6 separate regions of the Mus musculus genome follow, and regions 2, 3, 4, 5 and 6 are each linked to region 1. A link is a contact called in public HiChIP or PLAC-seq and promoter capture Hi-C data. All regions are on one chromosome and are shown on one strand. The core of a region is the stretch at or near the end of the contact, and the rest is flanking DNA. Distances in the headings are between cores, read along the strand shown. Region 1 holds the start of Glt28d2 (glycosyltransferase 28 domain containing 2). Region 2 holds the start of Mnd1 (meiotic nuclear divisions 1). Region 3 holds the start of Tigd4 (tigger transposable element derived 4). Region 4 overlaps Gm46836 (a long non-coding RNA gene). Region 5 overlaps Tmem154 (transmembrane protein 154). Region 6 holds the start of Cd1d1 (CD1d1 antigen).

Region 1 (4,280 bases), core at 878-3,377:
CAGGGTTTCTCTGTGTAGCCCTGGCTGTCCTGGAACTCACTGTAGACCAGGCTGGCCTCGAACACAGAAATCCTCCTGCCTCTGCCTCCCAAGTGCTGGGATTAAAGGCGTGCATCACCACCGCCCAGCAGAATTTGTTAATGGAGGAACATTACTTTCCCTTTTACATTTAACTCAAAATTTCTGGCATTTAAAATGGAACAAATTTAGAAACACAAGGTAAAACTTTATATAACTGCATTTACAAATGGGAGTAAAAGCAGGAAGAGTGAGGAATGTTTGGCTTCTTCAATAAAGAAGTCTAATTTCAGTGTCTTAATATTATGTATATAGTTCAGCCAAAGAGAGTATACAGGAATAACACTGGGAAGGAAAAATCTATTTTGAAAGGCTAACATATTACTAATTGTATTATTTGACCTTTTATTACTGTAACAAAATACTTATGTCAACTTAAAAAGAGGGAAGGTTCATTTTGGTTTACAGTTCATTATCAATTGCCCATTTGCTTTGGCCCTGTGACAGTAAAGCACACCACTGTGGGTGCTCATGACATTTGAGAAAATGCTTATTTTATAATTGTTGAGACTGTTAATGTTTTTGTTCTTCAGCCCCCCAAGAGTGCTTGACAAACAAAAGTTACCCAATGGGTATTTGCTGAGTAAAGGAATGATTTGCCCATATTCCAAAGGCAGAGCAGACCTGTGACCTGCTGTTCGCAAAACCCTGCTCTCTTATTCCGTCCCCCCTACCCCCGATTTATATTCAGGAACCATTTTTTTTTTATCTTCAGGCGGCAAAAGCGAAAGTTGGTGATTCGGGCATGGTGGTGGTGGTGGTGGTGGTGGTGATGTACAGATAGTAGGAGAAAGCATGAAGTTTGTACCATCCAGTTGCTATGGGTGCAAGGAAAATTAGAAAACTAGATCTGCCCGATTTTGGTTATCTCCGGAGGTCATTCATGCAGAACAAAGGAAGACTCTTCCTCAGAAGCAGGATTTGGTGAGGCGCCAGTAGGATGCTGTGGTGGAAAACCTCCACATCCGTTTTCTCAGACTGTGGTGTAGCCCCATCCGCTGGGAGGAGGACTCAATTCAAGTTTCAGCCACACTAACCACAGGGCAATGCAAATAGCAAGAGAGCCGCTAACCAAGATTCAAATTCCTCCTATGGGATTTAAAGTACAGGAAGCAGAGCCTGGACAGACCGTCCAAGCACATAGGGCGTGGAGACTGAAGGGGAGAGCTGGCGTGGCATGCTGTTCTCAGTCCTTAGGCAAAGGTCGCCCCAGGTCGAGGGTTGGGCCCTGGAAGAGGATAATGTACCACACAGTGCCAAAGGGCCACCACCTCCCTGCTGTTCTCCATTCTCCTGAGCTCCGAGTTGCGAACTTTCATCCTTGCTAAGGACTATTCATTTAACAGCCCTTTCTTTTTGGCTGGAGGTAGGGTGGCAGTGGGGACAGTTGCCAGTGAATGAACGACACACACCTATGCAATACCCTCAAGCTCACAAATAAGGTCCGAACGACTAAAATTACCCCTAAGAAACTAAACTGCAAAACTGCAACTCTTTGCTTCCTTGCTGGAACCAAATGGCCTCCTGTTCATTCAGGCGAGTTTTCCAGTCCAGTAAAAGGAGATCACGTTCATCTTTTGCCTCAGATCTACTGGGACTGTCCTGTCATGTTAAAGTTCAAATATCTCAGGAAGACGAGACCAGGCGAAGGGAATCCGCGTGGGGCGATGCGTACGGCTCCGCACTCAAACCTTCTGGAAGTGGGAAATCTAAGACGTCCGCGCGTCGCGGTGTGCAGCTTCCTTTCCTCAGAAAACCCTAGAAACCAGCCGGGCGTGCCTGCCTGTCAGGCGTGACGCGGGAGGAGGGATGAAGTTCGCCAGAGAGGCGAGCCCCCAAGGGCGAGGCGTCCTCCACAACGCTCCAGTTCAAGTTTCGGTGGAAACTTTCTCGCAGAGGCCCCGCCCCCTTCACCTAGGAAACCGGTGCGCGCTGTAGTCGCGCAATTCGAGTCTCCCGAGCACCTGGCGGAGGCGGGTCTGGGCGACAGGGCGGGGCTTACTGGGGGCGGGGTCGGAGGCGGTGGAGGCCCTGGGGGCGGGGCCCCTGAGTCGCTCGGCAGGTTGGGCCCCGCCCCTGCCACCTCCCTGCCTCGGAGGGTGCGGGCTGTGGGGCGGGGACCAGCCCGAGACCTGCGAAGCTCCGTCACCCGCTGACGTGCTGGAGAAAAGTTGTGCCCCGACCTTCTCTAGCTGGGTGATTTGTCCCCGGGTCCTCAGACTGAGTTGAAGCCAGGGCTGGAGGTCACCGCGCCCAGACGCCCGAGGGCAGCTGCCCGGGCGCCTGGAGTTGGGTGTTAGGCCCAGAGGAGCCGGCTCAGTCCTCTGTTGTGCCCTGTGCGCTGGAGGCTCGGTTGTTCTCCCGCACCCGGGACCGTCGCACAAACTTTCTGACTGTCTAGGGGACACTGCGTAGCAGGAGGATCCGCGGCCGCACGCAGGTAAGAAATCTGTGCTTGAAGGCTTGCTTTTATTTTATTTTAGGGTGTTGGAGGAGGAAGAGACTGTCCCGAGAACCTCCTTCCTGCATCCTGCTGGGTGGCAGGAGCAGGTTTTGGAGAGAGGACTGGTAGGACGGCTGGGGAAGTCCAGTGACTACCCGGGACGCTGGGGGCTCCTGCAGGCGACGTTACTCAGGACTGACCCTGGAAGAAGAAGGCCAGCTTGTTTTGACGGAGGAAGATGTCATCAGGCTCTCCACCTCTTTTCTCAGTCCCTTGGGTCGCAGCGCCTGGGTCCCCCAGGAATAATTGGCAGAGACGATGAGATCTAGGTCTGTCTTCCTCTCCAAACCTTTCCTGGCATACACCAGAGTCAGAGGCGGTGCCACTGGGCTTGCAGCACTTTCCTGCTGTGAGGAATTTATTGTTGGGTTACTGTTGCTCAATTTCATAAATTCTCTGATGAAACTGAGTTTGAGTTATGGTTATCAGTGTGTGTATATGTATGTATGTGCGCGTGTGTGTGTGCTTGTTTTCCCTGGTTTCAACAAAGCTCCCTTGTTAACCCCACTCCTGCGAGGTTAGCTAGCTATTGTTTTATTTCAAGCTCGGGTGGGTGAGGTGTTGGGGGTGACAGCTACTGTGTTTGCTTGGAGTTTTGGGACTCCTGTGAGTGGGTGCTGAGAATTAGCCCAGGTTGGCTTTAGCCTCCTGTACTTGACAGATCAGCTGTCAACTATTCTACAGGTATTGCAGCCCTAGCCATCCAGGCGCAGGGGGTACCACATCCCCTCCTTTAAGAGAAAAGAGCTCCAAATGAAGACAGGCTGTTCTCAGGAGGAGGAAGGGGGTGGGGTGGGCGGGGGAGATGGCAGACCAATTGTTGCTTTCTTTAGATGGGGCCTACTACTCTGTGGGCTGCTCTGGGAGGGCCCTGCTATCAAGTTCATCTCATTAGGAAGTCAGCTGCTTTCAGCTAATAGCCATAGCAGCTCTGATGAAATTATATAGGTCATTGAAAAATAATTCCTGCTTAATCACCTTTATCCTGTTGATTAGCAAGGGGAAGATTTCCTGTCCTTAATGTACCTGCCTGACCTCTCTTGTGCACCTGGTGTGAAGATGCACCTGGTGTGAAGCTGCCTGGACCTAATGGACCCCAGCCAATGTCCTCATTTGGATAATGTCAGTGGTCTTGGGAAAGAAACTGGGTGAGAGATTCAGTCCAATATGGTAGACAGGTTGGCTTTATTTCTCAGATAAAGACTGATTTCTTTGAATACCAGCAAATTCTTTCTCATGACACTGATAAGAATTTTATCCATCTTTGCTTTGATACAAGTTAAGTTTGAGGTCTCGTATGCCGTTTGTCTTATAGTCTTAGGAATAAGATTAAATTACATGGGAGGAAAGGCAAGAGAGGCTGGCATTGCTGAGGTGGATCTAGAATGGTTGAGAGTGGTGTAGTCATTTAGGCTCACCTGCCCAGCTAGCTTTTTCTTGTTTCTAACTGCTGGATAGTTCTGTACCTCCTAGGTTTGGTTCAGAGCTCTTTCTGTGAAGTTCTTCCCCTAGCAGGACTCTAAGAGTCAATAGCTATAAACCAAGAAACAAATGCACAAATGTATGCAGCAAGGTGGGGGTGAACAGAGAAGCTGGGGAGTAAAATTGTTAGCTTATGTTACTTTTTTTTTTTTCTACAAGGTTTTAAGGTCAGTGCCTCATGCTTGCTAGGGAAGCACTCTATTCCCCGGTGACATCT
Region 2 (4,280 bases), core at 1,215-3,714, 1.7 Mb after region 1:
GTCACACTAGATGTAGCTTGAACATGTATGAGACTTCAAAGCCCACCTCCATAGTGACACACTTCCTCCAACAAGACCACATCCACAAAATAGTGCAACTCCCTATGGGCCAAGCATTCAGTCACAGGGTTGATGGGAGCCATACCTATTCACTCCACCACTTACAGCTCAGTAAAGGGCTTGCTTTGTTGGTGTGAAGACCTGAATTCCATCCCGAAAATGTATATGAAGTGTTGGACATGGTGGTGTGTTTGTGACCGCAGCCCTGGGGAAGTAGAGTCAAAGAGACCCTGGATCTTGCTTCCAGGAGATTCTAGACTACTAGGGGTGCTAGAAGCTAGAGTGGGAGAAGCCTAGTAGACTCTGGAGTCACTGGGGTCCCAGTCCCCCCAGCCACTGTTCCACTAGCATGGCAACATTCTTCCAGCACCACCAGCTGCTGAGTGGTTGGAAGCCATCATTGACAGGTGACATCCTGGGGATTGGGGACACCAGGTAAACAAGAGTAAGTGTGTGGGCATGCTAGCTGTCAGAATGATCGGGAACAAAATCAGACCCACCCACATAGGGGACAAGAACACCACTGAGAAGAGAAAGGAAACATCACTCCGTCTGAGAACTGGCTGGGGCCTGTTTGGCTGAAATATGACAGACTGCCAGATTGTAGCCTGCTAGTTAGCTCTGAAGGTTCCCCATCTTTGACAAGATGATACCTCTCATCTTCTGCAGATGAAACTCTTGCTTTTAAAGTAGTTAACTGTTCAGCTATTCCCTCCCACGGCATACAAGACTCAGAGCTCACAGTCTGAAAGGTTGGGGAAAGATGTTTGTGGCTCATTCATAAGAGTTTGTATTTTAAGTAGCTAGGAATGATTCCAGTTCCTTTAAAGCATGGATTTAAAAGGTATTTGCGAGATGATTATAAAGCAAACTGCTTGCCTTCTAGAGACAAGGTTCCCCGGCTAACCCACCCTGCTGAGCACACAGCACTCAGATTGTTTCTTTCCATAAGCCCACACGCCTCTAGGGACTGACACAGCTCATTTTACTTCTCAGCTGGTCTGTTCACCGTACAACAGAAGCTCTAATTGGTTGACTTTTTGCTCAAGTATTTGACTGACTCTGTGCTTTGACCTCAGTCTTTAAAACACATAAATTATGTGCATAGATGAGCAACCAACCACACTTCACCATCACCTGGGAACTTTCAGTAAAGATTTCAGGTCTAATATAGGTTGACCAAAAAGAAAATGACTAAAATTGCTTGCATTTGTATAGTTGTTACTTGATTGGATAAACTTATTTTTATTGTAATAATAATAATAACATAGGAAGAGGAGGAGGGGGAAGGGAGAGAGAGAGAGAGAGAGAGAGAGAGAGAGAGAGAGAGAGAGAGAGAGAGAGAGAGACTTGCTGTCAGGAAGCCCTGTCCTGAAAACCTAGGATTGAAAAAAAAACTTAAAAAAGTAACTGTGATAAAGAGCAAATTAAGAACTCTAGAAAAGCGTTAATAAAGTGGATGTGATGAAAACTCTGTGTCACATAATTGACAGGAACATCTCTGCTATATGCCTGTTGTCAGGGTATGAGCATGGCAAGCAGGTTTGGATACATACTCACCCCCATCCCCGACTATTGCTCTCCTTTGTAAATGCTTTGGATGATTTTTGCTAATCACGTTTATCCTATCTTATAAAATAAAGGTTTTAGTGAAACTTTGAGAGACAGATTCACTAGTAGTTGCAAGAAATAATTTAGAAAGCTCCCACATACTCTTTATTAAGGTCTGACAGTCAGCAGCACTAGAATATTTACGTTTCATTTGTAATGCAGAACACCTGCACTACTCTGTACACTCTCACCGCTCTGTATCAGAGGACTTTTTAAGGCTAGAGGTTGGTGCTCGCCTTTAATCCCAGCATTTAGGGAGCAGCAGCAAGCAAATCACTGAGTTCGAGGCCAGCTTGGTTTACAGAGAGAGCTCCAGGGCAGCCAAGGCTACACGGAGAAACCTTGTCCCAAAAAAGCCAAATAATAAAATTAAATAAGACAAAAATAAAATAAAATAGAAAAAGAATTTCTTTTCTAAATGTACTCGTTTCTTGCAGCCAAAGCCCCATATTTTTTTTTTTAAGCTAAAAGAACACACTTAAAAGCGAAGACTCAAAAGTTGCCTTTTAAAAAGAAAACTAAAAGCTACATTGAACACTTAAGTAGTAAGCAACTCTGCAACCCCAGAGGCACGGGAAGGGAACAGAAGCCTTCCCTGCTCCAGCTCCCACGCCAGGCCCCAACTTTTCCTTTCTGCCTACAGGCTGCCCAACCCAGACTGGTCCATCTGGTCTCAGTCCGGCCCTGCCCATCTCAGGCTCCTCCCCTACTGGACCTGCCCATTATTTCAGGCCGCGCCCCTCACCGCCCTGCCCATCTTCTCAAGCCCCGCCCAGGCTCGGCTCCTCCCTCGGGTCCCGCAGTCCTACCAGGGCCGCCAGGGGTCGTTGCATCTCCCCTGCACTTCCTCCGGTCCTTCCCACCCCACGCGGTTGTTGGCGCCAGACTCAAACAGGGAGGCCGCCTCGCGCAGCATGGTAAGAGCGAGGCTCCGACGCGCGCACCTCTGGGCTTCGGGGCCGCGGCAGCAGGGGTTGTGCCTGGCCAGGCCTTGTGAGGTTGGCCCCGCGCCCACTGCTGCGCCCGAGCCCTGATGGCGGCCTGCGCCGCCCTGGTTCCGAACCGGAGCGTTCTAGAACCGAATCCAGAAGCCCCGCAAGTTGGACCGATCCGCGGCTCCCGACCGAGAACCCCAGGGCGCACGCGCTGCGGAGTTGGCCACTGAAGTGTTCAGTGCCCTTCGGTTCTCCTGGAATTAGAACCCGGGGCCTTTTACTTGCTTGGCACGGCGCTCCCCTTTTTCAGCTGCACCCCACCACTGTACTTAGTATGCTAACAGGAGCCGCCCAGATCACTCCGCCTTTAGATCATGGCAGTGACACCCCCACCCCACCCCGCACCCCCGCCTTTAAGGGCAGGGTAGGACGCCCCACCCCCCACCCCAGCCTCCCCCACCCCCCACCCCACCCTGCTCTCTGCGGGCCAATCCTGGTTTACTACCAATCGCCGTTGTCTATTCGGACTTAATGACTCTCTGCCCTTTGGATCGTTTTTTTTTTTCAACTACCTTCAAAGTTTTGTGTCATTCTTTCCACTTTTGGCGACAGAGTATCAACGAGTCGCTAGAGTGACCCCAGATTTTAATATCTTAATTTAGTTAATTTTGGTCGTCACACAGGGTGGACAAGGATCAGGTCGTTGGGCATTTATTTGAAAAAAAAAAAATTGCCCAGCTGTAATTATAACTGATAACGGCTTCTTTGTGGTTAAACTAACAGACGGGCCACCTGGGCATGCAATGGCCCAAGGAGCCCAGGACCAGATTCAAAACAACAGTGTTACCAGTGTTTGGTGTTATCATGTTTCTCTTTGTAGAATTTAAGTACCCGACTAAAAGGAACTAGGAATTATTGATGTGCCGGCCTCACCCTCTTATTTAACCCTCTTTATAGGGCAGTTGCCTACTGCCAAAGGGATTTAATGGCTCTTAACTCTTCACGCAGGTATTGCTATTAGTTTTATATATGAGCAGGAAAAAGTTCACTGTTAGTCTGGTCAAAGTTAAACTTTTGACCTCTTTCCGAATGTGAATTACTATTTCGATTTGGCTTGCTTTGGCAGGTAAACAATTACAAACGTAGGCCTGTAATCCCCAGATGGCTTTGCGTCTCCTTCATAATCTGAAGGCATCTGTGTTTTACCACAAGGAAATACCCCTCCCCAGTTTTGAGGACTTTCTTTTCTTTTTCTTTTCTTTTTCTTTTCTTTTTTTTTTTTTTTTTTTTTTTTTGGTTTTTTCGAGACAGGGTTTCTCTGTATAGCTCTGGCTGTCCTGGAACTCACTCTGTAGACCAGGCTGGCTTTGAACTCAGATCCGCCTGCCTCTGCCTCCCTAGTGCTGGGATTAAAGGCGTGTGCCACCACCGCCTGGCGTTCTTTTTCTTTCTTGCTGAAGTCTCTAATGTCAGTATGATGTCCATTTTACATTAGTTGTTTTAAATCTGACCTTGGATGTTTCCAACTGTGATTAGTAAGAACTCCTAAAAGGCACAGGGATAAATCATGCTGGAAGTCATGCTCCAATTCAGCTGCGTTTATATGATGTTTATATTGTGGTAGTAAGAGCGTTCCGAAACTGAGCTCCCCGGGACATTAGAGTCTCCTTGTTG
Region 3 (4,280 bases), core at 831-3,330, 1.3 Mb after region 1:
GAACTTAAAAACAAAGATAATGAAAACCTGCAATTTCATGCGCGTGAGTCAGCCAGCTGGCGTTCTTTCACACACATGCTAAGTTTCTTTCAAGTATAAAGCCTCTGAAACACATTTTTTATTCTCCCCAAACCTGCTAAACGGAATTTTGCAGTTTTACTTAGTCATTCTTTACTAGGGAGCCCCCGCTATGCAGATCAAAGGCTCTGCAGTTAAGCCACCGATTATTATCAAGCTTTCTCTTTTCTTGTTTAAGCGATACTTTCTGTTTACATTCCTTGGGTAATAAGATACCCGAGGAAAAGTTACTGCTCTGCAGCCGAACAATACGTGACTACTTAGGTGACAAAGCGTTAATAAAGTTTTCAAGGTCTGCTAAAGAACCGTGAAGTTCATCATTCAGGTCGTGACTTCTAAGAAACCTTTTCAGAGTGCCTACAGCTGAGAGCGCGTCCTTCTTGGATGGTGACGGCAGATCCACTTCTAGCGCCCCGCTGTCCTCCTCCTCTTCATCGGAAGTATAAAGACCAGTTTCGTCTTGCTTACTTTCTCCGGCCCACTCGGCATCATCTTTCTGGGTGGCTTCACAAGTCTCCAGGTCCTCATCCAGGGCAGCGTATTCCTCTATGGACAAGCCTTCAAGAAACTCCACTCCTGCCCCCACTGCATGGGCAGTCAGGTCAAGAGCAACAGCAGCATCTGCATTGGCTGTGTCATTTTCTCCCTTTGGAGACCTGAATCCTGCTTCTTCATAGCTTTTAACAATAGTCTCTGGAGTTACAGCTCTCCAGCAGAGATGCAATGTATCAACTGCATCTAGAAGAGAAAATGTAAACTCTTTGCTACTTTCGACTGAACTTAAAAATTTCTTGATAAGACAATGCCGATATTTGATTTTAAGGCTTTTAATAACACCTTGATTCATAGCTGCAAACCCGGAAGACAAGCATGACGGGAAGAATGCCAACTCAATGGACTTTAGGTTTTTCACTTCCGGATGTGCGGGGCAAGAGTCAACAAAAATCACCACTCTTCGTTTCTGGGCTTGGAATTTCTCATCCAGCTTCTGCATCCACTGCTCGAATATGGCTGCGGTCATCCACGCCGTTCTGTTAGCTTCATAGTACACAGGCAATGATTTTATGCCCTTGAAACAACGCGGGGCTCGGTTTTTCCCGATGATCAGCAAAGGGAGCTTCTCAGAGCCATCCATATTTGTTCCGAGTGCCAGCGTTATCCTGTCTTTGCACAACTTTCCAACTGAGCATGTTTCCCCTTTGAATGCAAAAGTATTTGTAGGTAACATTCGATAAAGCAACCCAGTCTCTTTTACATTGAAAACATTTTTAGGATGATAATCATTTAAGTAATAAGGTAGCACATTTTGGTACCACACAGTGGAAGGGTCTATAGATATACCCGTGGCTTCTACGGGTTGTGCTCTGAATACTAAGCCATACCTGGACTTAAAACGATCCAGCCAACCATTGCTGCACTTAAAATCATTGTGTCCCAGCTTCTGGGCAAAATCATTAGCTTTTAGACGCAACATCGGGCCATTAACTGGAACGTTTAGACACTGAGCAATCCGATACCACCTCATCAATGCTTCTTCTAGATCCGTATAAAACGCTGTTCTCAGTCTTTTTCTCTTCGGATCAAATCTCAAAGACTCAAAGGCTTCTAGAACTTTGTCTTTGTTTTTCATAATGGAAGACAATGAATTTTTCTTTATGCCATATTCAGCTGCAATCTCTGCCTTTTTCTTGCCACTTTCCACTGCATTTATGATGTCAATCTTCTCCTCGATGGACAGGCTCTTCTTTTTCTTCACGGTTACGGGCTGAGTCCCGATATCCACAGAGGCTTCTGCCATCTCAGATGCGGCTTGTGCAGACCTTGGCTCTGAGCTCCTGGTGTAAGTTTCCGTAATCAAATTTGGTTTTCAGTAGGATACAGAGCAGGGCTTTCTACCTATCATTTCCTGTATTAAAGTTGGTAAGTACCAACAGTCTCATTCTCTAGGAAAACAACCACTAGATACATCTTTTCCAAAAGTCTGAAGAAAAATTCTATATGCGGTTAGAAGAGGCACCACCTTCTTAGGATCTTGTGTGGCTCAATTTATAGTTCTTCAGAGTTCCAGAAGTCAGGCTAAAATAGGAATGTCATTATGTCAAACCTGCCCAGTCCTGCTGGGGTATTTTTGGAGCTGCAATCCTTTAAGACGATTCATTTTATCCATGCATGTCTTGTACTAAATTCTCCACAGCAGGTTCAGAGATAAGAAACATTAAAAAATGTTCATGGAAAGATATCCCAGCTTAAGTTCTAGTTTCTTCAAGGGTACAGAATGAAAAAAAAAATGGCACACTCCTTCTACTTCTTGAAAATGCCAGGGGAAAAGGCAGAAGTTTAGCAATGTGGAAACTGGATACTGCCATGCTCAGAGCGACAATGAAAAGGAAGGGAAGAAGTTTCTGGAAATGTAGTAACCAAAGCTTCCAGACGGATGCTTGCTTCCCGAATGGCCTCGCCATTAAAAGCTCTGCTCTGTGGCTTGCATCCCCCGCTTGTGCTTTGCAATACATACTTCTAAAGTACATTGGACAAATTTAATCTGCTTTGAAAATTGTTTGTGCATGCCAAAACTAAAGAACTAAAAATGATCCTGGATAGATTCTTGGTGGCTATTTTCTACATGAGGTCACAGACTGTACCCTCTGGCTCTACAAGAAAAAAAATAACTACAGACTGCAGTCATGAGCTCAATTTTTAATAGCACATGGGAGACGGTCTTCTTCATAGGAGTCTGCTAGAAATACTTCATTGAAATACTCAATTCAGGTGATGACTATATTCCATTAAAACGTCTAAACCCTATGCTCCCTCAAAGCTAAATAAAATCCAATAATTTTTACATCAGTTTAGTATAGTCTATGAATATAAACAGGTCAGTGTTGAGAACATGCTTCATAATAAACACGTTGTTAAGGAATATAATGTAGAAAATTATCTAGACTAAAATAAGAGAGTAGAGTGATCATGTTTCTTACCCTTTCAGGCCCTCTATGTTGGTTTGTCTATGTGTGGAAAAGTGACTTGCCATAGTATGGATCTTGAGAAGTGACCACTGTTAGAACTTAAGTGGTCCTGGGTCTTAACCATTAAAGCCTCGGCCGCTTTACCTGTAAAAGGGGAGAAACCACAGGACTGACTTCATACTGCTGCTGTGTACTTAGTAAGGCTCAGTGAATTTCCTAAGAGGCACTCAGAATAGCTTCTCTCTCTCTCTCTCTCTCTCTCTCTCTCTCTCTCTCTCTCTCTCTCTCTCTCTCCCTCCCTCCCTCTCTTTCTCCCTCCCTCTCTCCCTCTCTCCCTCCTCCTCTCTGTCTCACACACACATCTTTGCACATAGACCAGCTGGGCCTCAGACTTGCCATCCTCTTGATTCAGCCTCTCAAGTGTTGGCTAGGTCTAACAACAGGAAACCACCATGCGCAGGATAACTTAATAGTTGAAGAAAGTGTCCAGCGAATGTGGGCTGATGCTTTCATTATCATGGTCTTCTCTTTTCAATTTTTTCAGCTCTAAATTGCAGATTGGGGGCAGGAATGGCACTTAAAAATAGACTAGAAACGGTGGCGTGAGGGGGGGGTCAGAGGAGGATGTTGGATTTCCTCTTCTTTACTCTCTGTCTTCTGCCTTTCCTTTCTTGAGACAACGTTTTCCATTGAACCTGGAGCTCACCGTTTTTCATCTAGGCTGGCCATCTGTCTCCATGCCCACCCCCAGCATCCAAGTTACAGGTGCATGAAGCTACGCATGTTTTTTAGGTAGATGCTAGGCTCTAACAGAGGTAGGTAGGTCTTCATGCTTGAGCAAGTACCCTTAGCTGGTGAGTCCTCTTCTTTTGCCAAGACTCATTCTTCTTAAGCAGTAGCATGAGATCAGCCAGGGGTTCCAGGCAGGTTCACACTCACCTCCCAGACACCAGCTCTCTTGCCAGAATCTATCTATTCTGGGCATGCTGTGGCCAAGTCAACAAGAAGCTAATTTGATAAGTGAACATTATTATGCGGACACCCCAGTCTTCCTGTTGTGTCTCCAGCTTCCGAGATGACAAGATACATCTTTTTGCTTGCTTTTTTGTTCTGTTTTGTTTTTAAGACAGGATAGCTCTGCATGATCTAGGCTCGCCTTGACCTCATAATTTTCATATTTCACCTTCTTGAATTGCTGGGGTTGTAGGTATACCCAGCTTACAGAAAAGTTCTCAT
Region 4 (4,280 bases), core at 1,311-3,810, 1.3 Mb after region 1:
GATCTTTTCCTCTGTTTTTATTTTAGTTGGAGGATCTCGAGGTATCTGAGCAAACGACCTAAAATGGGTTACAATGCTGTTGAATTGCAGGGAAGAGACACTCTGCACTGGGCCAGTAGTTCTCGATCACCAGCAAGTGTCTAGGTGCTTGAACTAGTTACTCAGTGCTGTGACGAAAGATCAGACAAAAGTGGCCTATGGGTGAAAGGGTTTATTTGGGTTCATGACTTGAGCAATACTGTCTACCATGGTGGGATAGGCATAGCAGTGACCAGAGCAGAGGGAATGTGAGGTAACTGGTTGTGATGGCTAGCATAAGAATGGCCCCCAGAGGCTCACATACTTGAAGGCTTAAGCTCCAGTTGATGGAACTGCTTGGGAAGGATTAGGCGGTGTGCCTCAAGGGTTGGGCTTAGAGGTTTCAAAAGCCCAGACCATTCCCAATGTCTCTCTCTGCCTTGTGCTTGTGGTTCAGATGTAGGTTCATAGCTAGAACTCTTGCACAGTGTCTGACTGCCACCATGCTCCCTACCATGATGGTCAGGGACTTAACCTGTGAATTTTAAGTCGCAATAAACTCTTCTATAAGCTGCATTGGTCATGGTGTCTTAGCAATAGAAAGGTAGCTGAGACGCTGTCCTGATGCATCTGCCGTTGGGAAGCAGAGAGGGGGATGCTGGTGCTCAGCTTGCTTTCTTCTTTTTGTCCTTTTTATTTAGTTCTGGACTCAGTTTATGGGTGGAGCTATCTGCACTCAGGCGAGGCATTCCCTCTTTGCTTAGTTCTCCCTGGAAAGCTCCTCATAGATGTGCTCAGAGGTGTTTCTTCTAGATAATTCTAAGTCCAGGCAAGTTGACAATTACTATTCACCATCACAGTGCTGGTCAATGAAGAATCAAACACGAGCATCTTAGAGAAGAGCAAGCACAAGTGCATCTCCCAAATGTAAACAAGTTGAGTTAGTCCAGAGTCCACTTAGGCACTACATGGAAAGGCAGACAATAGACAAGGTGCCTATCTCTCTGCACAAACATCCTCAGGGCTTCTGAAGGCAATGGGGAGGAACAAACAGAAGCAAAACCCAGGACAGGTGACACAGCATGTCAAGATGAGACACAGAGCCTGTGAACAAGCTAGAAATCTGGGAATAAGACTCCACGGAGAATCCATTGTTTAGTTTGCTTAGTTTGACAATTTCATTTCTGTAAAGGGTAGACCGGGAAGAAAACTGAATCATGTTAAGCAAAGTGTGTGTGTGTGTGTGTGTGAACTTCCTAGGGAAGCTGAAACTCTGTGACTTAAGACAACAAACACCTAATTGTTACTAGATTCTGGAAACGACTGGACTGAAATCAAGGTGTCTGTCTGCATCTGTGCACACGCATGCACCCCACAAGGGTTTGCAGGGAGGGTCCTTCCTTGTCCTAATCAATCACAAGGATTCACAGGGAGGGACCTTCCTGGACTAAGGCCTCTGGGGAGTGGGGTTGGGGGTTGGGCTCCTGGCATTCTTGGCTTATGGTAGCATCATAAAAATCTTGCCTCTAGTCCTGGTTTGTGGATTTTTTTTTTTTTTGAGATCACTATATAGCATAGTCTGGCTTAAACTCATGATCCTCCTGTCTCAGCTTCCCAAGTGCTGGGATTATAGGCATATACGGCCATTCTTAGCCATTTCCTCTTTTATAAGGGGACTGGGCACTAATTTAAGACCTATTCTAAGTCTAGGATTATTTTCTCTTGACGTCCTTAACTGATTTCCAATGAATTACATCTACAGAGACCCTGTTTCCTCATAAGGTCATGTCTGGAGGTTCCAGGTAGAAATGAAATTTGGGAGAGTCATCTTATTAAACCTACTACAACATGTGACCTATTATATAAAATAGACAAAAGCAGGCATCTTAGTTACTGTTATATTGCTGTGAGGAGACACCCTGACCAAGGCAATGCCCATAAAAGAAACCATTGAACTGCGGGCTTGCTTACAGTTTCAGAAGGTTAGTCCATCAGTTTCAGTAGCATTATGACAGGGAGCATGGTTGCAAGCATGGTGCTGGAACAGTTGCTGAGAGCTACATCCTAGTAGACAAGCAGGGGTGGGGATGGGGAGAGGAAGGGAGAGGGAGAGGGAGAGGTAGAGGTAGAGGGAGAGGGAGAGGGAGAGGGAGAGGGAGAGGGAGAGGGAGAGGGAGAGGGAGAGGGAGAGGGAGAGGGAGAGGGAGGTTCAGGGAGAAGGAGAGGGAGGGAAAGGGAGAGGGAGAGGGAGGGAGAGGGAGAGGGAGAGGGAGGGGGAGGGAGGGAGAGGGAGGGAGAGGGAGGGAGGGAGAGAGTGGTCAAGAGAGGCTGATCCTGAGGTTTTTGAAACCTCAAAGCCTGCCCCACCCCCACCCCCCCAGTGACACACTTCCTCCAACAAGGCCACACCTTCTAATCCTTTTCAAAAGTTCCACTCCCTGGTGACTAAGCATTTGTACGGGAGCCACTCTCACCCAGCCACCACCGCAAGAGACTGGTTATTGATTTACATGGGGTGAGATAGCCAGCGACTGGCAACAGTCAGAAGCAATCTAGGCTGGGAGTGTTAGCTCCACGGTCCAGCAGGCACCTGGCACGGATAGCATGTCCTGATTCACACTCATAAAAGCAAACAAGACTTTTATATCCCGAAGGACACTGCTTCCCAGATGCTGGAACCGATCAAGAAGTCTTTCCGAATAAACCCCGTATGCTCTGTACTGACACCTCAGAGCCCTTGGCTTCCCCTCACCAGCTTCAAAGGATCTCTGAGCAGAGGCTCTGATGCACATTCTCCAGGTCCTGGGGAGGCTGGCATCAGAGCCACCATGGGTGCACACAGAATGTGATAAATAAGGGAAGTGCTATCTATCATGCTTCTCTGTATGTTAACCTATATAGTAAGGACTGAAACCCAGTCCCCCCAGCCCCCACTGCTCTCCGCAGCCTCTCCTTTCATTTCTGTTAACTAACCTGTAAGAAGCTGGATTTAATAACAGATGACACATGTCAATGTAAGAATAAGTTAAACATATCTTGTGATGTCCCATTGAACATATAGCCATGTGCTGATAAATGTCCATCAAACTATCAATTATATGCAATGCAATATTCTTTAAATAAAATTTTATATAGTAACTTCTATATGCAAAGAATGTATGTATTTATAAAAAATACTTCCTTGTATTTGTCGCCTAATTACCAATTGCCCTCTGTCTTAGTTAAGGTTTTACTGCTGTGAACAGACACCATGGCCAAGTCTTATAAAGTACGGCATTTCATCGGGGCTGGCTTAAAGGTTCAGAGGTTCAGTTCATTATCATCAAGGTGGGGACATGGCAACATCCAGGCAGGTGTGGTGCAGGCAGAGCTGAGAGTTCTATGTTTTCATCTTAAGGCTGCTAATGGAAGACTGACTTCTAGGCAGTTAGGGTGAGGGTCTTAAACTCATGCCCCCAGTGACAAACCTACTCCAACAAGGCCATATCTCCTAATAGTGCCACTCCCTGGGCCAAGCACATACAAACCATCACACCCTCCCTCTCTCCCTCTCTTCTTCCCTCCTTTCTCTCCTCTTTCCTTACTTCCATCTATCCATTATTCCTTCCTTCCGATCTACCTATCTATCTGATCATTCTATCTATCTATCTATCTATCTATCTATCTATCTATCTATCTATCTATCTATCTATCTTATCTATCCTATCTATCCTATCTATCTATCTATCTATCTATCTATCTATCTATCTATCTATCTATCTATCTATCTTTATGTATCTGTATCTATAAGAGCTCACTAAGTTGCCCAGGCTGCCTTCAAACTCATGAGCTTCCAACCTCAGCCTTTCAAGTGATTGGGATTACAGGCATGCACCAGTGTGCCTGACCCACTGCCCTTTATGCCATGCCCTTTTTATTTTTTCTTATATAGTAAAAATAATAGTAGATATAGTAATTTAATGGCAAAAATAGATTCCTTACAAATTATGAAGGCAAGTTTTAGTTGTTCTTTTTTAAAAGTTTAATGTGTGTATGTGCATGTGTGTGTATGTATGTGTGTAATAGAGAAGGTTGTCTCACTGTGTAGCCCTGGGTAGTTTAGAGCTCACTATGTAGACTAGGCTGGCCTCTTAGAGGTCATTCTGCCACCTCCTCTTGAATACTGGTATTGTAGGTAAGGTCCACCACACCTGGCCTGCCTGTTTTCTCTTTCAGTGACTTACTGTGTATTGCCATGTAGTGCAGAACGACCACAGACACAC
Region 5 (4,280 bases), core at 591-3,090, 1.2 Mb after region 1:
ACTTAGCCGCATGCACACTACCGTTTCCATTCCTTTAAATCTTTTACATTTACCAGGATTATCTCACTGGTCAAACATGTGCTTAGTATGCGAGAGTCTCAGAGTTCAATCCCTAGCATCAACTAATTAATTAATTAGAAGGTAGCTTTGTGCGTATGTGTGCGTGTGCGTGCATGCATTTATGTGCATGTGTGTTTATGCATGTGCATGTGTGTTGGTGTTTTGAATGTGTAAGCTGGAAGAGGGTGTCAAGCGTCCTGCTCTTTCCTCACTCTCGGTCTTGCTCTCCTGAGACAGTGTCTCTCCCTGAGCTTGGAGCTAGGCTGTGCGCTAGCAGAACACATAACACGTCTCTGGCTCTGGCTTGGGACAGTGCTAGGGTTAAAGTCAAGCGTAGGATCACACCCAGCTTTTCTGTGCTATGTGCTAGGATCTGAACTCAGGTTCCCATGCTCAAAGGCAAGCACTTTGACAGGCTGTACCTTCTCCTCAGGTCCAGTAAATAAACACTTGGACCTTTCAAATGATTGTGCCTTGCATCTTGTTGTTGTGGGTGCTAGCACTGGGCAGTTGCTAATTTATAGGGGCTTTTATGATAGTTACAAGGTTGGGATCCACAAACAAGTAGATTCTTAACATCAGAAGCACATACGATCTGCCCGAAGCCTGAATCGGGGCCGTTATGTCTTTGTTTTATGACAAGGGGCAAGGTAACCTTTCCTAGCTTTAATATCCTCATCTGATGTCATCTGCAAAGCACACCTAACAATTCTAAGCTGATAGGGTTGTTGTAAAAGAATGAATGAGGGGCTGGGGTGAGAGAGGCTCTGGCCTCAGTCCCCAGCACCACACACTCAAATGAAAACACAGAGAAAAAGACAGGTAAAACCCCATGCTACAGGCCTGGCACCCGCATGCATGCATGCATGCCTCTTGGTGATTTGTACTAGGCAGCCTGAGCTCTGACAAATGTTTGTGAGTTACCTACAGCATTGTCTCAGAGATGTAAAGGCTTTAAGAAATCGTCTTCAGAAGCACAGCTCACATTTCTAGGGAGACGCCTTTTGTTTAGCTGCATTGTTTACTTCAGTTCCCTAAAAGCGTGATCTCTGGAATGCCATAGCCACGTGACTTGGTCCCAGCATGTCACAAACTGCTTCTGCTTTGATGGGCTATCGAGCAGTTCCCAGAGAGCAGCTGCCTCTCCGGAGTTTTGTGTGGAGTGGTATCTATCCATCCACAAGACCTGCGGTGAGTCAGCGGCCTCCTCCCCCGAGTCCCAGCACAGTAAGCCAGGGCGTTCTCCGTCACAGGCTCATTGCTTTATTTAGTTAGCTGTCTCTGGCTATTCATCATCTCTGGAAAATGATCAAATAAGCCATGCATTTTTAACTCTAGCAAATCCTGGAGTTCCCTGTTAAAATACCTTGGCGCACTGCCACGGAGCCACAACAAACACGCAGGCAGCTCCGCTTTCAACCTTCCCGCTTGCCTCGATGTGCGCACGTGCAGTCTTAGCAACTTATTTCTGACAGTGACATTAAAGAGTAATTTGTCTAGGAGTGTTATATAAACACGGGAAGAACATGGAACACCTTTCCACAAGCATATACAGGAACAGGAGGACAAACTGTAAAACTAAACAAAGCACGGCTGTATTTTCCTCAAGAAAGCACCCAACGGGCTCACTGCCAGCAGAATGGGGACAGATTCAGCTCAAATCCCTCAACCTCATGGCAGTGACTGTTTGTCCAGACTGGACAGTCACCCTGTCCTCCCGACCCCATCTATCTTGCAACAATCCTGAGTTATGGCCACAGCTAATGCAGCCATCTCTGAACATGGCGGTATGCCACCACTCAACCCTTCTGGGGTCACGACACTCTGACTCAGTTTCAGAGAGTGTGGAGTTGGATTTGGCACGACATCACATAACAATTAGATCAAGCTTTCTTTCTCATCTATACAAAGTCCCTTCTTCCCGACAGAGGCCTGGCCTGGGTGGAGTTAGAGAAATGAGGCTCGGAATCGGCCCAAGATACAGAGATCATGCCTGCTGTGGAGACACACTCTGGGACACACACACACACACACACACACACACAGTCTTTAACAGTGTCCTTCTGGCTGGAGAACACAAACTATTACGTTCTATCCCTTGTGGTACTGCAAATCTAGTTCACTCTTGTTTGGGGTGGTGGGGACTAGATAGGGAACACTGGGGGCAGTCACTGACACTTTAATGCCTCGACCTTTCTCTGCACGGTCACACAGTGTAAACTCTCCACCTCTGGATGGTGATGAGCAGCAGCAAACGGGAGCGTGGCTACGTCTGTGCCTCCCTGTCTGTGCTCATGTGGTCCACGGTGCAGACAGAAGCTCTGAGTGTCTGACTAGACATGAGTCAGGAGAAAGGAAGCAGCAGGCTAGCCTGGGCCAGGTGGACGATGTCTGGACTGTATGCTATCTAGTGCATTTGGGAGGTGCCGTGTGGGTGGGGTTTGACAAAGGACTTCATTGTCTAGAGACTTGGAACAGTTGATTATAAGCCCACCGAATGGATCTGTTCAGCTCTGGGCTACCTCTGCTTGTCCTGTGCTGAGTCCACTATAGCAGCTTTTGTGCACCACAAGTCACAGAACAGGGGATTGCAGAGAAAGGCCACTAAGGTGGAAAATAAGAATATGGAACTCTTCTCCCCTAAACTCTTTTCTTGTCCTTTCCTGTCATTGTTTCGTAAACATGACAACCTCACTGCAAAGGGCTTGTAGTAGTTTGTACAGACCTGGTCCTTACTAACATCCTATTTGGGGGCTGAGCATGTACATTTCAAGAAAAATGTCTACTCTGAGGTAAATTTTGTGCAATTAATATACCCTAAATATAGATTATATGTTACATGTTACATGTCACATGTCACACATTACATATCATACTATATTATATATGACATGTTATATATTATATCATAATTTGATATATTAATATATAGTGTATTATATTACAATCTTATATTAATTAATATAATTTAGTAATCACTTTATCAATTATTATATATAATTATATAATACCAATTAATTTATGATCAGTTATAAATATTAAATTGTGCTAATTTAAATAAATGTAAATAAAATTGTGTTATTATGTGATTAATAAATAATATATATTATCATATACATTAAAGTGTCAATCTGTGTCAATGCTGCTATTGTCCCAATACTCAAGAAGATTATGAGTTCAAGGCCAGCCTGGGCTACATAGTATGATCCAGAGTTAAAGAAAGAAGCAGAGGTGAGGGAAATAGGAGAGGGAGGGAGGGAGGGAGGGAATAGAGAGAAGGAAGGAGGGAGGCGGGAGGGAGGAGCCGAGGGGGAGAACAGGAGTCAGGCAGAAAAGGATAGGAAAGTGAGAACTGGAAAGTGAAAATCAGGGGCTGGGATGGATTCCAGGGGAAGCTCTGAAGGGAGGGATGGTGGAGCTGCCAGTCCCCAGAAGCCCAGAAGTACGGGATGCTGATGCTACAAATGGTTCCTCCTTATCAGGAGGGCAGGCGAGTGCAGCACTCATTCAACTCACTCCTTAGTCACATCCCTGCCTTCTGGAGCATTGTGTACACATATGGGGTGTGGGGGGCGTCTCAGGGGCTGATGCCACAGAGGAAGGTTGCTTGATGCTGACCTATCAGGTGATTGTAACAAACGTCCCACTCATGGGGAGGCCCTGATGATGGGCTGTGTATGTGAGAGGTAAAGAACACAGGAGCGTTCCCTGTGAATTCATTCTACTTTCGCTACCATACGTCTGTGGAAGTCACTAGAGAGATGGGTCAAGAGCTGAGACTGGGTGGCCCAGGACTCCAGCACAGCTTCCAGAGAGCGGGATGAAGCCCTGGCAGGCATCCCGTCAAAGCCAGATGGTTCCAGGCCCACAGAGGAATTCGGATATTCACTTGCAAAATGACAAGTTCACATAGAGCTCCAAACAGATATGGCCTTTTTGTCTCACAGGCGGCTTAGTTCAAGAACCAACCTCTCTATATTTAAGAAAAAAGATTTTTAATCTTTTAATCTTTGTAACCCGTCAGGGTCGTTTTCCACAGGGATGGCAGTAATTTCAGAGTGGGAATCAAGGATATAAAAGTACTGACATACAAGTCATAATGTAAACACAGTTTGCAGATGACCTGTATTGACCTATGCACTGTCTCATTAGGAGGGAAAGGTTAAGATATGTGGAAAAGATTTCTCCATAATGTCCTTTGTCCTATAACCAGGGCATTC
Region 6 (4,280 bases), core at 549-3,048, 1.1 Mb before region 1:
GGAGGGAAATGGTATAAGTTTGTTGTGATAAAAAAAATCATGCTTTTGAACTATAAAAAATAATCATTGTTTTAACCTTTTATTTTTTAACAAAACTTTTCTCAAACTGTTGGGAGCAATATCCAGTAAAATCAGGTCTAGTGGATTAGAGCCACCTCCAGGAGCACAGCCAGGAGGGAGAAGCCTGCCCTCTAGGACTCTTACAACACTGGGGCCCAGGAGAGAAGGTTGGTGAAGGCAGAATGGGAGGAGTCAGGTTAGGCAATGTGATTCTCGCGTTCTGACAAGCCTCCAGCTGGGACAGCGAAGGGGTCAAACTAACATTTCTGTAATGACAAGGCCTATGTGTTAGGAAGAAAGGCCAACAAAGATAGCTGCCGCCCAGTGTGTGGAGATGGGCTGGCTAGCTTTCCAGTCTTTATTCACACTGTCTGGGAAGCTTGAGGAGGCTCTCTGAGAAAATTACATTGGAGTTTGAAGTCTGAGTGGACACTAGGCAGGCGCTTGGAGGTCAGAGGTCCCCAAGGGGTCTATTTGTGCAGAGATCTGAGGAAGAAGCTGTATCTAAGGGACGAAAGCATGTGAGACTTAGAGTAGGGTCCCAAACGATGCTCCAAGGCAAGCCAGAGCATGGGCAGAATGATCCTAGAGGCTATACCGATCAATGATGGGGTTTTTTCCTACCTCGTGGAAGGTATTTCATATAGTTGAAGCAGAAGGTTGCGGTTATGTTAAGGGTAGAGACATAGAGAAGAGGCCTACTTAGGAGACAAGGCAAAAAGACAGAGCAAAGCATACAACGGGGTGACTAAAAAGGAACGAGGAAGATGGTATCAGGATGCTTGCTGCAGGAGTACGATTTACCAAGGATGACTTCTCCTTTCTCACAGTAACTGAAATTTTGAGCAACTGTTTTTGTCACTACTTGTTTTAAGCGTGAGAAGTTGGGAATGGCCCTACAAACTCACAGGCGCGCCCTGTAATCTTACCTCTGTTCTCAAAAACAAGAGGTTCGGTATTTGCGAGTGAGTGGGAAAGACATCTGTCTGCAGGTGTATGGCCCGTGTTTTCGCTGTGCTGAAGCGCTTCGAGGGGGCACATCTCGTCACTTTTGGCTTTTCCTCACATCAGACTGACACAAGTCTTCGATTTTCGCAAATCATGACAGTACAATATACAGAACAAAATAAAAACTAAAAATAAAATATGCCTGTACTCTCCCAAAATGGAGTCGGGGACAGCCAGAGGGCAGGTAAGGCAAGGGAGAAAAGAAACCAGGGTAAGGGGAAAAAGAATCTGACATGGGAAACTGTGGGCATACGAAAGCTATGAAGGAACTTAACCCGCCTAGTCCTATCCTCTCAATGAACCACTAGAAGAATCACATCTATTATTATCATTATCATTATTTTAATGTGATATTTATAGATATCTGGGAGGATCCAAACTTGTAAATGGAGCACCTGCAGACAGCCCCTGCTAGCTAGACCAAAACGTCCCTTCTATTTTTCCCCTTGCATTTTTAATACCATCGGAGTTGTAACCGAAATACAATTTTGTCTTGCTTTCGATATTGAGACGATAGTCTCAACCTCATTCTTTAGTATAACGGAAAGACATTTTTGTTGTTGTTGTTTTGTTTTGTTTTGTTTTGTTTAAAAGTGGTTTGCGTAGCGGTTCTGAGTAAAGCTGCACTCCAACCCTCAACTACCAGGGGGTTTGGCTTTGTCAAAGAGTAATTTACCAATCGTGCCTGCGCGTCCTTCCGGGTTTTGCTGGCTCTGCACCAAAAACCCCAGAGCCTTTGTGTACCAGTCCGGGAGCAGAGTAAAGCGCAGAAGTCGGAGCCGAGGGCTGTGTAGAACTCTGGCGCTATGCGGTACCTACCATGGCTGTTGCTGTGGGCATTCCTACAGGTCTGGGGACAATCTGAAGGTGAGTGAGTAAAAGCGCACACAATCTAGAGAAGGGAGGAAGGGAGGGAGAAAGAGGCTGGCTACAAGCTCTGTGCAGTAGTGGGCGGGTGGAGGTGGGCTTCCCGGCTTGCAACAACAGTGGGAGGAGCAATGTATGGCTGCGGCTCAGGGCTTAGCTCAGTTCAGAACTACACTGAGCCTGCCTTTCCTTCCGCAAGCGCAGCTAAAGCTGAGCTTTTTCCTACTGCAGTCTGTCCTCAGACTGAGCCCACTCGCTAAGTTCTTTCCTTTTCCTTTGTTTCCAGCCCAGCAAAAGAATTACACCTTCCGCTGCCTGCAGATGTCTTCCTTTGCAAACAGAAGCTGGTCCCGCACAGACAGCGTGGTCTGGCTGGGGGATCTGCAGACTCACCGTTGGAGTAATGACTCAGCCACCATCAGCTTCACGAAGCCATGGTCCCAGGGCAAGTTGAGTAACCAGCAGTGGGAGAAGTTGCAGCATATGTTTCAAGTCTATCGAGTCAGCTTTACCAGGGACATACAGGAATTAGTCAAAATGATGTCACCTAAAGAAGACTGTGAGTGGAGGGGTTGGAACCCTGAACCCAGTGGGCAGGAGTGATCCAGACCCCAGCTGGATAACTGTGGGCATCGGGCATAGCTTCTCTTCTCTGTCCACCCTTATGGTTTTACTTCTGTCTAAAAGTAACCCTTGTCCCTTCTAAAAATAGCCCATTTCTGCTCTAGGGCACCATGATCATTTTCCTCAACTGGCACTTAACGATAATCTTCATACCAATTCCTTTCTTCCAAATCCCTTAATCATGAACTCTTTGGTCTCTGCCTACTCCTCCTTACAGATCCCATTGAGATCCAGCTGTCTGCGGGCTGTGAAATGTACCCTGGGAATGCTTCGGAAAGCTTTTTACACGTAGCATTTCAAGGAAAATATGTCGTGAGATTCTGGGGAACGTCCTGGCAGACAGTCCCAGGGGCCCCATCTTGGTTAGACTTGCCCATCAAAGTGCTCAACGCTGATCAAGGGACAAGTGCAACCGTGCAGATGCTCCTGAATGACACCTGCCCCCTATTTGTCCGTGGTCTCCTAGAGGCAGGGAAGTCAGACCTAGAGAAGCAAGGTCAGCTGGCTATTTTCACCCTGGCTCTCCACTTGGATCCATCTAGGTTTTTACATCACTGTCAGCTGTAGAGGAAGGGCAAGGACTAGGAAGAGATGAGTAAGGCCTGTGGGGTTTATTTTCTCACTGACAGCCACTCTTGGGTTCTATAAATTGAGTTAAATAAAACTGGGGATGAAAACTGAGCCATGCCATATTTGAGGCAGGCTGTACCAGCTGAAATTCAGATTGTTCCAGAGTACAGAGGAGGGCTACAGGAGACTCAGATCAGGGAGGGGGGTAGAAGTATCAGGGATGGTCTTCCTAGCCAGAGGGAGACAAATGGATTAAACTAATAGGCAACTTCATCTCCAGAGGTGGACCTGTGGGAAGCATGAACTTGATTGGAGACCTGGAGCCCCTAATATAAAATGTCTTGCTTTAAATTTTTTTTCTTATTCTCTTGATGAGTACAGAGAAGCCAGTGGCCTGGTTGTCCAGTGTCCCCAGCTCTGCACATGGCCATAGGCAGCTGGTGTGTCATGTCTCTGGCTTCTACCCAAAACCTGTGTGGGTGATGTGGATGCGGGGTGACCAGGAGCAACAGGGTACTCACAGAGGTGATTTCCTGCCAAATGCTGATGAGACATGGTATCTTCAAGCAACCCTGGATGTGGAGGCTGGAGAGGAAGCTGGCCTGGCCTGCAGGGTGAAGCACAGCAGCCTAGGAGGACAGGATATCATCCTCTACTGGGGTAAGAAAGAACTGGAGCCTGGGTTGCCAGTGAGCAGAGGCAGCCATCAAACATGGAGCGGGAGTTGAACAGATCTAGATTCAGAAATGAAGCCCCTAACTATTATAGAAGAGCTAGAAGGAGGGAATTCTAGATAAAAAAGAAACCCCAAAAGACTTGAGATAAGATGTTCTCTGTATAAGAAGAAAGAAGACCCAGAAACTGACAAGATCCAGAGGTCAGTGGCAAATAAAGAAGTTTGGGAAGAGCCATTCCCCAGTAGAGAGGACCCAAGGCCCAAGGCATAGCTGCAGTATATTGGGCGTGTCCTGGGTGAGCACTGGACATTTTGCTGCCCCTACTTCCACTTGTCCCTTAGCTTTGAAGCAAGTGTTGTTATTTTGAGTTTAAGAATGAAGACGTTGATGCTAAGATAGGGTAACTACCCAGATTCACACAGTAGCCAGATCCTGATCATGAGAAATGGAATGGATATACTTTAAATTAGAATG

Evidence for each region. Promoter capture Hi-C pulls out the DNA fragments that hold promoters and counts their contacts. HiChIP or PLAC-seq counts read pairs in DNA pulled down with a chosen protein or histone mark.
Region 2: a FOXA1 HiChIP or PLAC-seq map of pancreatic cancer cells shows a contact between it and region 1. The contact joins the promoter of Mnd1 here to the promoter of Glt28d2 in region 1. A contact is called at or near these places in 1 of 39 promoter capture datasets (embryonic stem cells) and 1 of 115 datasets of contacts at active chromatin or transcription factors (pancreatic cancer cells).
Region 3: a contact with region 1 is called in a promoter capture Hi-C map of cranial neural crest. The contact joins the promoter of Tigd4 here to the promoter of Glt28d2 in region 1. A contact is called at or near these places in 4 of 39 promoter capture datasets (cranial neural crest, hippocampal neurons, liver and 1 more) and 3 of 115 datasets of contacts at active chromatin or transcription factors (astrocytes, extraembryonic endoderm stem cells and pro-B cells).
Region 4: a FOXA1 HiChIP or PLAC-seq map of pancreatic cancer cells shows a contact between it and region 1. The contact joins the enhancer-like site here to the promoter of Glt28d2 in region 1. A contact is called at or near these places in 5 of 39 promoter capture datasets (the 3T3-L1 cell line, embryonic stem cells, hippocampal neurons and 2 more) and 1 of 115 datasets of contacts at active chromatin or transcription factors (pancreatic cancer cells).
Region 5: an H3K27ac HiChIP or PLAC-seq map of extraembryonic endoderm stem cells shows a contact between it and region 1, with 7 times the contacts expected there. The contact joins the enhancer-like site here to the promoter of Glt28d2 in region 1. A contact is called at or near these places in 4 of 39 promoter capture datasets (frontonasal cranial neural crest, hippocampal neurons, liver and 1 more), 1 of 484 Hi-C or Micro-C datasets (uterus) and 2 of 115 datasets of contacts at active chromatin or transcription factors (astrocytes and extraembryonic endoderm stem cells).
Region 6: a promoter capture Hi-C map of pre-B cells shows a contact between it and region 1, with 4 times the contacts expected there. The contact joins the promoter of Cd1d1 here to the promoter of Glt28d2 in region 1. A contact is called at or near these places in 1 of 39 promoter capture datasets (pre-B cells) and 1 of 115 datasets of contacts at active chromatin or transcription factors (large pre-B cells).

Annotation. Positions count from the first base shown.
Region 1 is chr3:85,885,365-85,889,644 of GRCm38.p6, reverse strand. It overlaps Glt28d2 (glycosyltransferase 28 domain containing 2), which reads left to right and starts at 2,127. Exons shown (of 2, transcript NM_177130.3): 1 at 2,127-2,518.
Region 2 is chr3:84,153,970-84,158,249 of GRCm38.p6, reverse strand. Mnd1 (meiotic nuclear divisions 1) reads left to right here and starts at 2,464. Exons shown (of 8, transcript NM_029797.3): 1 at 2,464-2,588. The coding sequence starts at 2,586.
Region 3 is chr3:84,591,374-84,595,653 of GRCm38.p6, reverse strand. Tigd4 (tigger transposable element derived 4) reads right to left here and starts at 2,080. Exons shown (of 1, transcript NM_207278.2): 1 at 1-2,080. The coding sequence starts at 1,876. The coding sequence ends at 335.
Region 4 is chr3:84,608,656-84,612,935 of GRCm38.p6, reverse strand. All of the region lies in intron 1 of Gm46836 (a long non-coding RNA gene), which reads right to left. Among named protein-coding and RNA genes, the nearest start is that of Gm46836, 6.7 kb to the right of the region's middle. Within about 2 kb of position 2,560, at least 23 of the 459 cell types and tissues checked have an H3K27ac peak or open chromatin away from gene starts, as enhancers often do. A contact at or near this core is called in pancreatic cancer cells, where this site is marked.
Region 5 is chr3:84,693,696-84,697,975 of GRCm38.p6, reverse strand. The region is part of intron 6 of Tmem154 (transmembrane protein 154); the gene reads right to left. Among named protein-coding and RNA genes, the nearest start is that of Tmem154, 30 kb to the right of the region's middle. Within about 2 kb of position 1,840, at least 106 of the 459 cell types and tissues checked have an H3K27ac peak or open chromatin away from gene starts, as enhancers often do. A contact at or near this core is called in extraembryonic endoderm stem cells and uterus, where this site is marked.
Region 6 is chr3:86,996,847-87,001,126 of GRCm38.p6, reverse strand. It overlaps Cd1d1 (CD1d1 antigen), which reads left to right and starts at 1,798. Exons shown (of 6, transcript NM_007639.4): 1 at 1,798-1,935; 2 at 2,222-2,494; 3 at 2,777-3,055; 4 at 3,511-3,789. The coding sequence starts at 1,875.